Regions from separate parts of the Mus musculus genome. Here all the other regions are linked to region 3. The links are chromatin contacts, called in public promoter capture Hi-C maps. All regions are on one chromosome and are shown on one strand. The core of a region is the stretch at or near the end of the contact, and the rest is flanking DNA. Distances in the headings are between cores, read along the strand shown.

Region 1 (4,402 bases), core at 707-3,206, 160 kb after region 3:
GTGCACCTCTATAACATCTTTAATCTCAGCACTGGGGCTGAGGGGAAGAGATAAATAAGAAATGAAGACAGATCTATCACGTAAAGACTAGCAATGCAAGTATCTGTCTGGCTAAACACTTTGCTATTTCTATAATTGTGTCTAAAAACTTTAACAAGGGCTGGAGAGATGGCTCAGTGGGTAAGAGCACCGACTGCTCATCCGAAGGTCCAGAGTCCAAATCCCAGCAACCACATGGTGGCTCACAACCATCTGTAACGAGATCTGACTCCCTCTTCTGGAGTGTCTGAAGACAGCTACAGTGTACTTACATATAATAAACAAATAAATCTTTTAAAAAAAAAAAAACTTTAACAAACTCTAACCTTTGTTGTCAGCTTTTGAAAAGCTAGGTGATGTTTCACTTGCTTTAACATTTTCTTTACTCCCTGCAGGAGAGTTCTGCCTCTGATCTTGAAGCCTGGAATCTTTTGCTAGAAAACAAGTTTAAAAAAGCAAAAAACTAGTATTAGACAGAAATTAGGACAATAGTGTGAGTAAATACCAAACACTTCTAACCTTCTGGCTTAGGGGAAAATGGGTTTCATTAAACTGAGTTTATTCCCTGTTAGTCATCACATCAAAATTCAATAACCATGCTCATACAACAGGCACGTCATACTAGGACAGGCCAGAGCCTCTGATGCCAGACATTAGTTAATATACATGGAATAGTTCTACCAGAGACAGAATCTTGCATCCACAAAAGCATCACTGTGTATTGAGAACACAACTCTTGGCCATGCATGGATTACAACAGGAAAGGTGTTGGTTGCATACCCTCAATAGATGGGGTCAGTGCTCTGTTGGATGCAGGGCTGGCAGGAGTCGGAGATGCGGCGGGAACAGGCATGGAAACGGCTTCTGCAGGGATGATGCCAGCTTGGGGAGAAGCAAGCACAGGCCCGCTGGGAGAGTTTCCAATGCTGCTCTGCCTGGGAGACCTGGGTCTGTGAGTTTTGGGAGATAACCTTGGAACTAGAAGCAAAAAGATACTCATTAAATTCTCAGAAGTATCTTATGGCAGAAGTCAACAATCTCTAAGTACCACCGTGGTTTCCCTCCTAATTAAATGAGTGAACTTTTAAGTATTTGAGTCAAGTTCAATGGCAAGCCAAAGCATACTTAAGTTAAAAAAAAAGACGACATTCAAAGTGTAACATTTATTCAAGGTGAGAGATCTCTACCATGCCTCTCTCCTCTCCTTCCATCAATACACGAAATAAAATTGATGGTAGCTTGCTGCCAAGCCTATGTGCTTTTACTTGCAATATAAAGATCCACCGCCAGTGCTGAAGGAAATTAGGACGCACCTAGCCTCAAGGGGTACGTAACACAGAATGAACGCCTTCCACACAACTGCTTAATGCTTCCTAATCCAATAAAAACCTATTTGCAGGCTTCAGACTAAAGGGGTCAATGAAAATGGTTCAATCAAACATTATAGAAGGAAACTGTTCACAACTCTAACTTTCCATGGAAAGACCAACCCCGTAACACGATTCTCACTATATCCCTCAACTGTCTCTATTCTTGTATTTATAAAAGGTTGCTTATTTATAATAGGGTTAAAACGCCTCAAGCTTCTTTTCTTGTTAATCTTCAGTTTAAAAGGCTAAGAAGAATAGCACAAAGAAATTTACAGGACAATCACTACAACTGCACACCTTACAGGGGTGAGCGCACTGTCTGTCTAGTTTTTTAAGCTTAAAGACCTTTTCCTGGTAAGGCCAAAAGAACAGGCACAAGCTCTAGCTCTGGACTCCCGGGAGGAAGCACTACAGACCAACAAGACCAACTCAGCAGCCCAAGCAGTCTGGCCTAATTCCAAATCTGCTCCAAGCAGGACCTTGGCTGCAGCTGCTGACGGTCAGAGACTCATAACAAAAGCTGAGCCTCTCCTGGCGCAGACTACTCCTTGAGGAGCACCAAGCGACTATCTGTTTACTCCACACACGGATGCCATGGAAACCCGCAGCAGTAAGAAACCTAAGCAGGTTTACAAAATGTATACAGGGTCAGAGTTCCAGAGGGATGGGACAGTTCCTTCAACTCGTGTCTTGATAACCATGGTAACTGGCAACAGCTGCTTATGCCACCACATTTAATCTGTATTTAATCTCAGATCTTCAGCTCTGCAGTGTCATACCTACCCCCACTGACCACTGAGGACCACGTTCCCCCTGCAGGACTGGTCCTTGCCACTGGAGGAGCAGCTGCTTCACTTGGGGGATTGTGGGATACAAATTCTAGGCCACTAGACATGGAGCCTCTCCCAGCAGAGACTCTGTGATTCCGAGGGTGGCGCTGTGCCTTTGGAGACATCCTTGGGGGTCCTGAGGAAGACAGAAGGATGCCACAGGATATCACATCAGTCCTGCGGTGCCCACCTTACTGCTTTTCCTACTAGATACAGATATAACTCTTATTTCCTTAGCAGGTTTTCATTGGTTAGAATATGAATCACACTGTTATTGATTTCTGGCCACACTAAGAATTCTTTTGTGGTATGTCAATTATGTCAGTATGTTTTATTTTCCCCTTTTACAATTTGTTTTACTTTTAATTATATTGTGTGTATGTGTCTGTGTGAGGGTGTGCACCTGAGTTCCTCTGGAAAGCAGAAAGCTGTCTGACAGCTGACCCATCTTTCCAGCCTTATTTCCTTTTACTTTTAAAGCAAGGAGGAAATAAACTTGATGGTGAGAAATATAACAACATGGCCCAACAGTGTTTAACTACATGCATTTAAAAATAAGTTATAATAACGTTTTCGTAGGAAGCACAGATGCATGATGGGATATTATCAGTTTATCTTTCTAACAGATTTTACTATTTCCAAAATGAGACAAAAACCTTTTTTTTTTTTTGATAGGAACCAAACTTGGGAGCCCATACTTGTTAGGCTAGTGTTCTATCTCTGAGCTACATCCTTCAGGGCCCCAGGGGAAAAAGGAATTTAAGCAGCAACCTCAGATCTCCTCTCCATCTTTTGCCCAAGCCGTCCTCACATGTGCGTGGTTGGCTTGTAAGAGCAGAACAAGGAAAGTCTGCAGAAAGCTGCACTGTGAGAGCTGACGACAGTCACCATCACTGTCTCTGCCACCCATGGGGACTTCTGGGAATACAGCCTGTAGCACACAAGTCCAGAACTACCCCTCCTCTCAGAGGCCATGATGAGGACCCTAGCACATGCTCTCTGCTGTGTCCTCAGTGGGAACACAGTCAGACATGTGCTCTGAGGAAATGCTAACTCATGTTAGAATTTCCCCTTATTTAATGTTTAAAATGTATTCATTACTATAGGATATGTGTGGTATGGACTGGGTTTGTATGTGCTGGTGTGTGTGTGTGTGAAGTCATCTTTGTGGAGTCACTTCTCTTTTTGCACTTTTCCCATGGCACGCTTTCTGGGCAGTCCAAAAGCAGCCCTTTCATCTGACTACAATGCAATGCTTTCTGACACATTCGAGGAATAAGCACCTCCACCCAAACGTCTGCAACAGCTCCCTGTTGCTGCTAGGAGTCACCAGAGAGGCACGCATTGAAAGTCTGTGACATCTGCCTTTGCAACATTGTATTCTTCTGCCTTGAATTCCCTTCTGTGTGGGCAAAAATTTAACAGTAGCCAATATAGTTTATTCCCAAACACCTTCTTTAGAAAACTTTAATGGTCTTGATCAGTTATATTCACTATGATTTTACCAAGACAAGGTGATTAGAATATAAACACAAATGCTCTGAACAAAGGACATTGTTACTTAGAACTTACAACCTGCATTAAATCAGAATGCTACCTTTTTCGGGCAGGGTGTCAGGGTGGCTGGGATAGGGTCTCACCATATAGTCCTGGCAGCCTTAGAACTCATTATATATGAGACAAACTGACCTCAACTTTCAGCAATCCTCTTGCCTGTGGCCTGGGCACTGGGATTATAGGCATGTGCCACTAATCAAAGTATATGACATGCAACAATGGTGAATTCAGCAACAAATACACACAATTTGGCATGAGCCAAAAAGACAGAAAAGGCTCAAATCTATACCTGTTTTGTAATTGATAAACTTTAAATAAAGGTCTCCCCACAGATTAAAGCAGCCTTCCACTACAGTGATATTATAAAACTAATTTAAAATAATTATTCAATTAAATTAGTAATTCCTCAGGCACTCTAAATACTACTGTTACCTGAGGGCAGACGTACAAGGCCACTACAAGGGATGTCATGGATCACTAAGAACCCCAAAATAGTACTCCTGCCTTTGGCCAACAGGAAGGTTCGCTGGCACCATTACCAAGGAGCTGAATGTGGCAGCCTCCATAACCCCACCCACCTCCAGGAGCAGAAATGCCCAGTTCATC
Region 2 (4,421 bases), core at 132-2,631, 140 kb after region 3:
ATAAAAGGGCATTTAAAGGCTAGGCTCTCACAGGAAGTGTGTTCTTATCATTGAGCCACCTTCCTGGCCCTATTAGACATCTTTTAAAAAGATTGATTTTTATTATATGCATATGAGTGTTTTGCCAGTGCAACACACACATGTGCAGTGCTCACAGAGACCAGCACAGAATACTGGATCCCATGGAACTACAGTTACAGATATAGTTACACATGGGTGCTGGCAACCAAACCTGAATCCTCTGCAAGAGTAACCAGTGCTCTGAACTGCTGAGCTGTCTCTCCAGGCCCTAGTATGCATTTTAACAAAACACTTTCAGGAGCATCCAGAGAAATGTTTCCATCTGCTCACTTTCTGGCTCAAAGAGGCCTAAAAAACAAGTACCTTATGTAACCCTTTCCCCTTGACTATAATGTGAGAAATCGGGAAATGGGAACCAACACTGTAATTCCAGCAACAGCAAAACTAAGGGCAATAAAAAGCGGGAGAGGGGCTGGTGAGATGGCTCAGCAGTTAAGAGCACTGACTGCTCTTCCGAAGGTCCTGAGTTCACATCCCAGCAACCACATGGTGGCTCACAACCATCTGTAATGAGATTTGATGCCCTCTTCTGGTGTGTCTGAAGACAGCTACAGCGTACTTACATATAATAAATAAATAAATCTTTAAAAAAAAAATCAGGGAGAGGGAAATTAGAGAAACAACAGAACAGAAAAGACTGGGGAAGGTAACCAAGAGCAGTCTTTGGAGAGTGGCAAGCAAGGCTCTCAGCCAAGGGCAGGATTGAATGGCTTTTCCTCTGCTGGTTAATTTAACTACTTGGGAGACTAGAAAGACCATGAATCCCCTCAGATGTTCTGAAATCGTTATTCAGCAGCTAAACTACTACTTACAAGGCTCAAACAGTCTCCCGAGAGTTGGGTGAGAGGACAAAGCGCTTCTTGACTTAAGTATTTAAAATTCTAAATATGTCAACTCTTTTTTTAACATTAACTAGATTCCAGAAACAGTCCCCTAAGTCATGAGGTTAACAAAAGCGAATTCAGTCCTCAGGACCAGATGTTCACTCTGTAAATAGTTTCTATCATTTTGACCTTGGATGTACAAGTCATTCGTGATCACTAGCACTGGAAACACTGAAAATAAGCAGAACAGGATCCTCCAACTTCAATAATTCCAAAAAGGGGATATAACTCAAGGAGATTTTAGGGGGCAGAGGGGATAAAAGACATCACACTAAGGCGAGGCAAAACCGCAGTGGACTAGGGCAGAACACTGCGGTGACTAAAATCCCCAACAACAGCTGCTGGCTTTAGTGCTGACTCCTTTCATGAGGAAGCTGTGCTCAGGCTGTTAGTGCTTAGGGATGATTCAAGACCTTTCAGCCATCTGCCAAGGAAATGACTATGACTGTAACAGCCAGCAGGATGGTAAGGATAACTGCACTAGAGACCTCAAACTGTGCTCCTGAAATCCTCAGGGACATTCTCAATAAGACTACTTTTCCAAGAGCACATGAAAGGGCTCTATTTGTTAACTTATCCCAGGCACCAAAAAGTAGCAACTAATTAATGAAAATTTAAGGTAAAAATGTTTCCAAAACCCTGATGATTGAGTAGTCATTCCAAAATAGCCCAAAATTTAGTCCCAAATTTAATAACATTAAATCTTATTGTTTGTTAGGACTCATGTTTCATACAAAGTGACATCAGCACACACATTTCTAAAAGGTCTCTTAGTAATTAGCCTATCAAAGCCCATGATCTGCTTCCCGGTAAAGCAGGAAAACTCCATCTCCTAAGCTCCCTTAGGGAAGAAGGTAGCCTAGACCACACATTGTTACAGGCTTCAGGACACTTCCAGAGGCCTTCACACTTTAAGCCTCTAGTCATGCAAATAGCGCTAAGACAGAACTGTGTCTCTAACTACTTCACCTGTGCTACAGGAATCTCAGTGAGGTCACTTCTCTGCAGCCCAGAACACTACTCACTAGTACTTTAAGCTTTGCACAAGCTTGTGGCTTAGTATAAAATACTACCAACAGTTCAGAAAAAGTCTCCCAGAATGAGGAAAACAAGGTATTTCCCATACAGCTACACTCTTGCGTTGTATTCAAAATGGCTTCCTGAAAGAACTCAGTCTTTGATTCCAATTTTCTTAAGCTATGACATAAGACATAGTTCTTTTGTCAAAACTCTGAATTATACAAACAGAGCCACAAATCTTAACTTTACCTTTTTTTTTTTTGTACTAGGGAATGAATTCAGGGCCTGGTGCATGCTAGAGCAAGTTACTCCACCACTGAGCCACATCCCCAGCCCAGACATGCATACTTTGAATAATTCTGTCTGGTAGAAAGAAAATGTTCTCCAACAAATTAGCTACTTTAACACGTATCCCTTAAATAGTGTTTACTGTGTAGTTAAAATTAGTATAAAAACCCCAACTCACTGGCAAAGTAGAAAGAAGGGCTTGTCTCCTTGTTGTATGGTAATTTGGGACATGCTGAATGTGGGAAATAGAAAGGTAAATTAGCCTCTTGAGGTGTGCATTCCTGATGCTCTGGAAAGGCCGACACATTCAGTGATCTTTTGTATTCACGCACAGTTCGTTTGGTCAGGGGTGACCAGCACTGTAAATAAGCATTGCTGCAGAGATTTACAAGCGAACAGGACTGAACCGGAAGGCTTTCCTTCTGTACTGAGGTAGCAAGTCCACACGCTGACTTGCTTAAATAAAAAGAATAAGATTATTATCTGATAGAGAACCGTTAACTGATAAAAAGACCAACATGGCATCCATCAAACAGCCTTGTCATAAGCAAGGTACCCAGATAAAACAGTATTTAAGCAAACTCATGATACATAATTTTTCACAGCAACACAAATGTCACCACAGGCCCTTGGGTAGTAAATCCCAAGGTTCATGACATAAAAATATAAATTTAAGTATCACACTATTCATACTAAAATGTGTCTGTCTAAAAGGGTATAATTAAAGCTCTGGGAGAATATATGAATATTAACAAGCAGATGTCAGGCAGAAGGATTACAGGAAATCCTATTTCTTTATGCTTATTGTACTTAAAAAAAAACTTATCTGCATTAAACTATACATGTTAAAAAATATTTAGCTGGTATGGTTGTTCACACCTCTAATCCTAGCACTTGGGAGGCAGAAGCAGGTGGATCTCTGAATTCAAGGCCAGCCTGGCCTATATAGCAAGTTCAAGGCCAGCCAGGGCTATACAGAGACCCTGTCTTTTTTTGGAGGAGTGGGAGTGGGGCTAGTGAGAGCACATTCAGTTCTTCTGGCTGACTTGTCAGTCAGACAGCTCTACCACTGAGTCTGAAAATGGAACCACTGCTGGAATAGCAACTCAGACGAGCAGGACAGACGCTACAGTGATCACTTTGCAGGGCAGAGGCAACAAGGGGAGTCTGCTAATAGAAGTCCTTCCTCACAAAGAGTACAAGGTGACACCATGTAGTCCTCCTCAACACAAGGAGGGCCTTTGCCTTGAGAGAACCAGTAACAACAGAGAGGCAGATCAGCAGCAGAACTGAGGACAAAGCACCACTGCATTGTAAATCAACAGCTTCAAGTGTCTTATTTCTTGGGTTATAGAAAATACATACTTTTCAAAGGAAATGAACACAAAATTAGTATTTCCATACAACAGTTTTCAAACTGTGTGTGTATACATACATATATGTCTTATATGTATGTATGTTTGGCATAACTGATCTATGGAGCAGCCAAGGTACTGACAAACTGTGTCAACGTATTAAAAAATGATTTTTGACTATGGGAAAATCCCCAAACAGTTCATTTCCTAGTGCCCATTTTATATAGGTACTGCATGACAAAACCAGGAAGGCAGCACTGCAGAGCACTGCACTGGCAGCCACAGTGCTGTTCCAAAAAGCACTACAAACTTCAGCTCCAGAGTTTCCTCTTAACCCAGTGGGGGCCAGAAAACCAGGAGGAAAGAAATGTCTCTTCCACTTCTGAATCACACAGCAGCAGTGTCCAAACATAAGCACTTCAACCAAGCCTTTTACCAAGCTGGAAGACTGTGGGAATGCATACAAGGTACAGCAAGGTCAGCGAGAGACACCGCCAGGGCCTTTCCATGTGAGGTCTGATCTAATCCCAGGGAGTACAACTGATCACACACTGAAGGACAGACTCATCATGATGAAAATGTAAACCAGGCCACTCTTTATAAATCAATGAAAATGTAAACCAGGCCACTCTTTATAAATCAAATTACAGGAGGACTTTGATCTGGACAGGGTCTTGCTATGCCACCCAGACTGTCTCAATACCTGATCCTCCTTTTTTATGATGTTCACAGGACTGAGATTTATAGGCACTCTCCCATGCCAGGCCAATGGATTGACTGCTTAAAAGAAAAT
Region 3 (4,702 bases), core at 433-2,932:
GGGGGGGATCCACCTGCTATGCTGTGGCGGGACCCCAAGGACAGAATCAGCAGAGGGCAAGGTGCAGCTGAGGGAAGCTGATAGGTACTGCCAGCCTTTCTGTTTACTACTGAGTGGGTGGCTCAAGGTCAGAACAGATTTGTGTGGAGGGCCCTGGCCAAGGGTCACAGTGGGTGCCCTAGGAGGGAGGGTGTGTATGTATGTGTGAATCCCTCTTTATTCAGAGCTATGCAGAAGCCCAGTAGGGGCTCCAAAAATGGAGAGACACTGCCCCTTAACAACCAACTCTGCCCCTCACAACTTAAAAACTACTCCCTCTGAGCTTCAGTGTCTCTGGGCCTGGAGAAGGGACATCATACCAATACCCAGTGTGGTGCAGAGGCTGGAAGATTAAATACGGACAGACATACAGACATACAGAATACAGACATACAGAATACGGACAGACAGATGTGCAAGGTACCCGGAGTGGAGACTTAGCCAGCCCTGAGCTTTGGTGTTCCCTGATCACGTGACCGTGGGACCATGCGACCGTGGGCCCAGGAAACTTCTCACTGTTTCCCCATCTGCATGGTGGCAATCCCAGGGCTTCATGGTGTCACTGGGTCCTAGCTCCACTGGGCTGAGTCACCTGTTAGTTGCCAGCTTGCCTGAAGACTCTGGTATTCTACTGTGTCCCAAGTGGAACCTGTCCCCTGCCATTTGTGTGGGAACAGGGGCCTCTGACCCAGAAGTCTTTGTCACCCACCTGGTTGTCAAAGGCAAAGAAGTTTCCTCCACTGTTCACAATGTGAGTAGCCTCTTCTTAAGCCAGTACCCTGGACCCAAGAGCTCCCTCTCTGTGCCCTGCAACCTATAGGCCTCTACCAAGAAGCCTTTATATCTAACATCTAGACTGTCCCCAGAGAAGAATTCCGGCCTTCACAAGAGACCATGTGACAGTTTATTTTGATTAATATCAGTGTGGAGAGGCAAAAGGAACACTGGCTCCAGTCTGCATGGCCCCACCATTTGATTCAGGAATGTTTATGCCAAAGGGGCAGGGTGGAGGGCGTTGCTGTGAGGGTCTGATGGGCCCCAGGGCCCTGCTTCCCTCCTTTCCCAGACCTCTCAGCTCCTGCCTGGAGGCTGTGATGTCCTTTTATGTATGTCGGGGATCACCTGGTCCTCACCCAGCTGCCAGAGTGTGTGTGGAAAGGAACAGAGACCAGGCCATCCCCCTGCCTCAGAGACGAGAGGCAGGTGGGTGAGGCTCTTCAACATTGTTGAGAGAAGATAGATGGCCTGGAACCCTCTCTGTAGAGATCACCTCTGGGCCCCACCTTGATGGGCACGCAAGAGGCCCTCCCCGTGCTTAGAAAGGAATAAACAGCGTTTAATGAAGTTACATTGTAACATAATGGGGATCATAAAACCACCGTCATCCTGCAGGGTCCCCGGACGGTCTTTATTATCGACTGTGCCGGAATCGGCTTTGCAGCGCTCAGGCTGCAGCTGTGAGAAGAATGCAAAAGTCTCCTTAAATTACCTGCTGGACGTAACCAGTGGAACATTCCATGGGCCCCCCCTCCCCACGTGCCCCGGGGATGCTGCCGTCGGGCGGCGGTCTGTCAGAGTCACTCACTGCAGCACAACAGATGTTCGCCCTGCTCCTCCATCCGCTGTTTGATGAGAAATTTACTGCTCTCCCGCTGGGCAGGCAGCCCCTCTCGGCGGCCTGGGCTATGAGACAGGCCAGCCGCTGGCTGCCGGCCAGGGCCAGGCTGTTTTGATGGAAGCCATGAAAAGCTCTGGCTTGGAAGGCGCCGGCGATAATGCACCGGCTAGACTCTCCTGATTGGCCGATCGATCGGCCTGATTTGATTTATTGATCAATCCCCTCAAATTTGGCGTCTGAGAAGCTGCAGTGATCTTTAACTGCGGTGAACGTCTCCGCCTGCCGGAGAATGAGCCCCCACTAAGGAATGTATGAAAGGAACCGGGGCTTATCTTAATCACACACCGGCCTGGTGCTGGCCGAGCCCCGCCGTGCGCCGCCCCATCGCCCGGGCAGCCCTGCGCTGATCTATAAATTGATGGAATTCAAAGCCTCCAGCATCGATTACCGTTATAACAAACAGCGGTGCGCAGAATGTCTGATTATTTTTAGACAAAGATTCTGTTCTCTCAGCAGCAATTTTGCTGAGCCTGTCACTGGCTCAGAAGTCTGTTGATTGCAATTAGATGCAAATACAAAAAAAAAAAATTAAACTCTGCAGCCTCTCTCCTGTTTCCAGTTATTAAATCTCTCTCTTTGTTTGCCGTTTCCTCATGATATCTACAGCTGGGTGAGATACTTGGTTGGCAGAACAAGATCCTTGGGATCCGATGAAGAAGTGGGGCGGGGGTGGGGATGCCCTGACCTGCATACTGGATAATTTCCATGGGGGTGGGGCGTGACTTATCTTGGGGGAGGGGAACCCACAGAAGGTGTGTAAGGATTTCCACTAAAAGAGTGCAAAGGTTCCAGGCAGAGTGATGCTTGCTTTTTGTCCCAGCACTCTGGAGGTAGAGGCTGGAGTTTAAGATCAGGAGTTTAAGGTCATCATTAGCCACATGGTAGAGTCAGGGCTAGCCTGGGAAACATGAGTCTTGGGGGATCAGAGAAGGGGGGAAGATGAAAGATAAAGGTATTTAAGGTAGTGCTTTGGAGGCAGACTGCTCACAAATTCAAGACCAGCCTGGACTGAGTAGTTAAATCCTGTGTCAAAAAAAAAAAAAAAAAAAAAAAAAAATGAAAACCAACACAAGAGGCTGCAGGTGTCTCAGTGGCCCCATGAGTAAAGAGGCTCTTAGTGTGTGCTCCTAGGTAAAACCCCAAACACAGCAGCATGTTTCTGGAATCCCAGTGCTTTGAGGTCAGATGTGTGCAAAGACAGGAAGAGGCACATCTGATAAAGATGGAAAGCAAACGAAGAAAATAACTAATGCCGACTCCTGTGTGCATGCACAGGCCCGCACACACGGGGGTGGGGGTGGCTGGGCTGGATGCAGAGGTGTTAAAACCCAGCTCAGGACATCAAGCGCAGACTCAGAGCCAGTTGAGCATCTCTGATGAGTGGGTGTGGTCTACCGGTTCTTCATGGCATCTGAGACCTTACCAGGTGTGCAGGCCCCATCCTGGGAACCCCTCAGCCTCGGAGGTGGGTGCCACTTGGAATAATGAGTTTCCACACAGGGACCACAGGTGGCACCCTTTCTGCACTGGCAGAACAAGCTTCAGGCAATTGTGGGTACAAGCAAAGTAGGTACCCCCTGTTGCCCAGCCTGGCGGCCAGCATCCTGGCTCTTGAAGAGCCCATCCGTCATCCTGGCATCCTCTGGTTGATCTGTGTTCTTGGAACCATTAGCCCCAGAGTCCTTGACAGGGGAATAGCTGTGAAGCTGAGCCCATCAGTGGGGCAGCAGAGACTGACAATTCATTATGCGGTTGGATGGAGAGAGGACTCAGGTGACAGTGCCAAGGCCTCTTGGTTCCCAAAAGCCAGCTCCACTCGGAATTGGCAGCCTTGGGCTAATTTTAGAACACTCGACATTGATAATACAGGAGGAGGGGCTGCGGCTTGGACTCTGGGATCAGATGGACTGGGCTCAGGAAGACATCAAGGCCAAGGACATCTCTTCCACTGCCCTGGAAGGATCCCACAGGAGAGCAGGTGGGGAGCCTGAAGGGTCACCATGGGACAGGTCAGAGGTCAAATACCTGCTCCTTGCATACCACCAGCTGCTGCAGATCCCAAGCCAGCAGCCTCCATGTACCTTCCTGTTCCTAGCTGCCCGGGTTCAGGAGACTGTTATACAGACACCAAGGGGCCTGCCCAAGGTTGCACAGTAAAGAAGTCCAAGAGTAAGCTGGGGTTTGGAGCTGAGGGTCTCATTTCACGGAGGAGAAAATGTCATCAGTGTTGAATGGATGGATGGACAGACAGAAGGATGGATGGATGGATGGATGGATGGATGGATGGATGGATGGATGAATAATGCAGGAGCCTCCTGTGAGGATCTGTCTGGGCTCCTGAATAGCCAAGGATAACCAGGCTGTCTTTCTGCACAGGCCTGGAGTGGGGAACCTGGTTCCTATTTATGGGCATTGAGAGAAACCAGTTTGGTCTCACTCAGAAGTTTCTGTGCAAGGACGCTCTGGGTACAAGGACGCTTCGGGGTGCTCTTCCAGGAGGCCCCTTGCACTAGGATATCCGGAAGCAGATGCTCTCATGGACCACCTGTCTGGGAACTACGCCGCTTTGGGCTGATGATCAGGGACACCAACTGCAAGGTCACATTGACCTTGGCTGGGACCCCAGGTTCACTCTGTTCTCCATGACCTCGGGTGCATAAGCAAACATCTGCAGTCCCCTCCTTGTCCTGGTGACTAAGGTCACAGGCAGCAGACATATCTATACATCCCTATGGTCAAGCCACGAACTCTGTTTGGTCTGCTGCCCCCTGGAGGACAGTTGTGGCTAACACAGGCATATGGCCTTGGGAACTCTCCAGACCAGGCCCAACAGGAGCCAAGTGACTCTCCAAAGTCACTGAGCTCACGGCCACCCAACCCGTTCTCTTTCTTGACAACCAAGGAAGATTGCCTTCTGGGCAGTGGTTTGTCTGTGTCTCTCCTCCGGCCCCTCTTCATTTCTCTGTCCTGACCCATTTGTAAGAC

What was found. Capture Hi-C pulls out chosen DNA fragments and counts their contacts.
Region 1: a contact with region 3 is called in a promoter capture Hi-C map of pancreatic islet. The contact joins two enhancer-like sites. A contact is called at or near these places in 1 of 115 datasets of contacts at active chromatin or transcription factors (embryonic stem cells) and 3 of 9 other capture datasets (adipose tissue, liver and pancreatic islet).
Region 2: a contact with region 3 is called in a promoter capture Hi-C map of pancreatic islet. The contact joins two enhancer-like sites. A contact is called at or near these places in 2 of 9 other capture datasets (adipose tissue and pancreatic islet).

What each region holds. Positions count from the first base shown.
Region 1 is chr5:121,781,830-121,786,231 of GRCm38.p6, reverse strand. Atxn2 (ataxin 2) reads right to left here. Exons shown (of 25, transcript NM_009125.2): 11 at 2,193-2,375; 12 at 820-1,017; 13 at 366-473. Among named protein-coding and RNA genes, the nearest start is that of Mir7031, 35 kb to the left of the region's middle. Within about 2 kb of position 1,956, at least 34 of the 459 cell types and tissues checked have an H3K27ac peak or open chromatin away from gene starts, as enhancers often do. A contact at or near this core is called in pancreatic islet, where this site is marked.
Region 2 is chr5:121,804,306-121,808,726 of GRCm38.p6, reverse strand. It overlaps Atxn2 (ataxin 2), which reads right to left. Exons shown (of 25, transcript NM_009125.2): 21 at 2,452-2,505. Among named protein-coding and RNA genes, the nearest start is that of Mir7031, 13 kb to the left of the region's middle. Within about 2 kb of position 1,381, at least 51 of the 459 cell types and tissues checked have an H3K27ac peak or open chromatin away from gene starts, as enhancers often do. A contact at or near this core is called in pancreatic islet, where this site is marked.
Region 3 is chr5:121,945,796-121,950,497 of GRCm38.p6, reverse strand. All of the region lies in intron 2 of Cux2 (cut-like homeobox 2), which reads left to right. Among named protein-coding and RNA genes, the nearest start is that of Gm52785, 81 kb to the right of the region's middle. Within about 2 kb of position 1,682, at least 96 of the 459 cell types and tissues checked have an H3K27ac peak or open chromatin away from gene starts, as enhancers often do. A contact at or near this core is called in pancreatic islet, where this site is marked.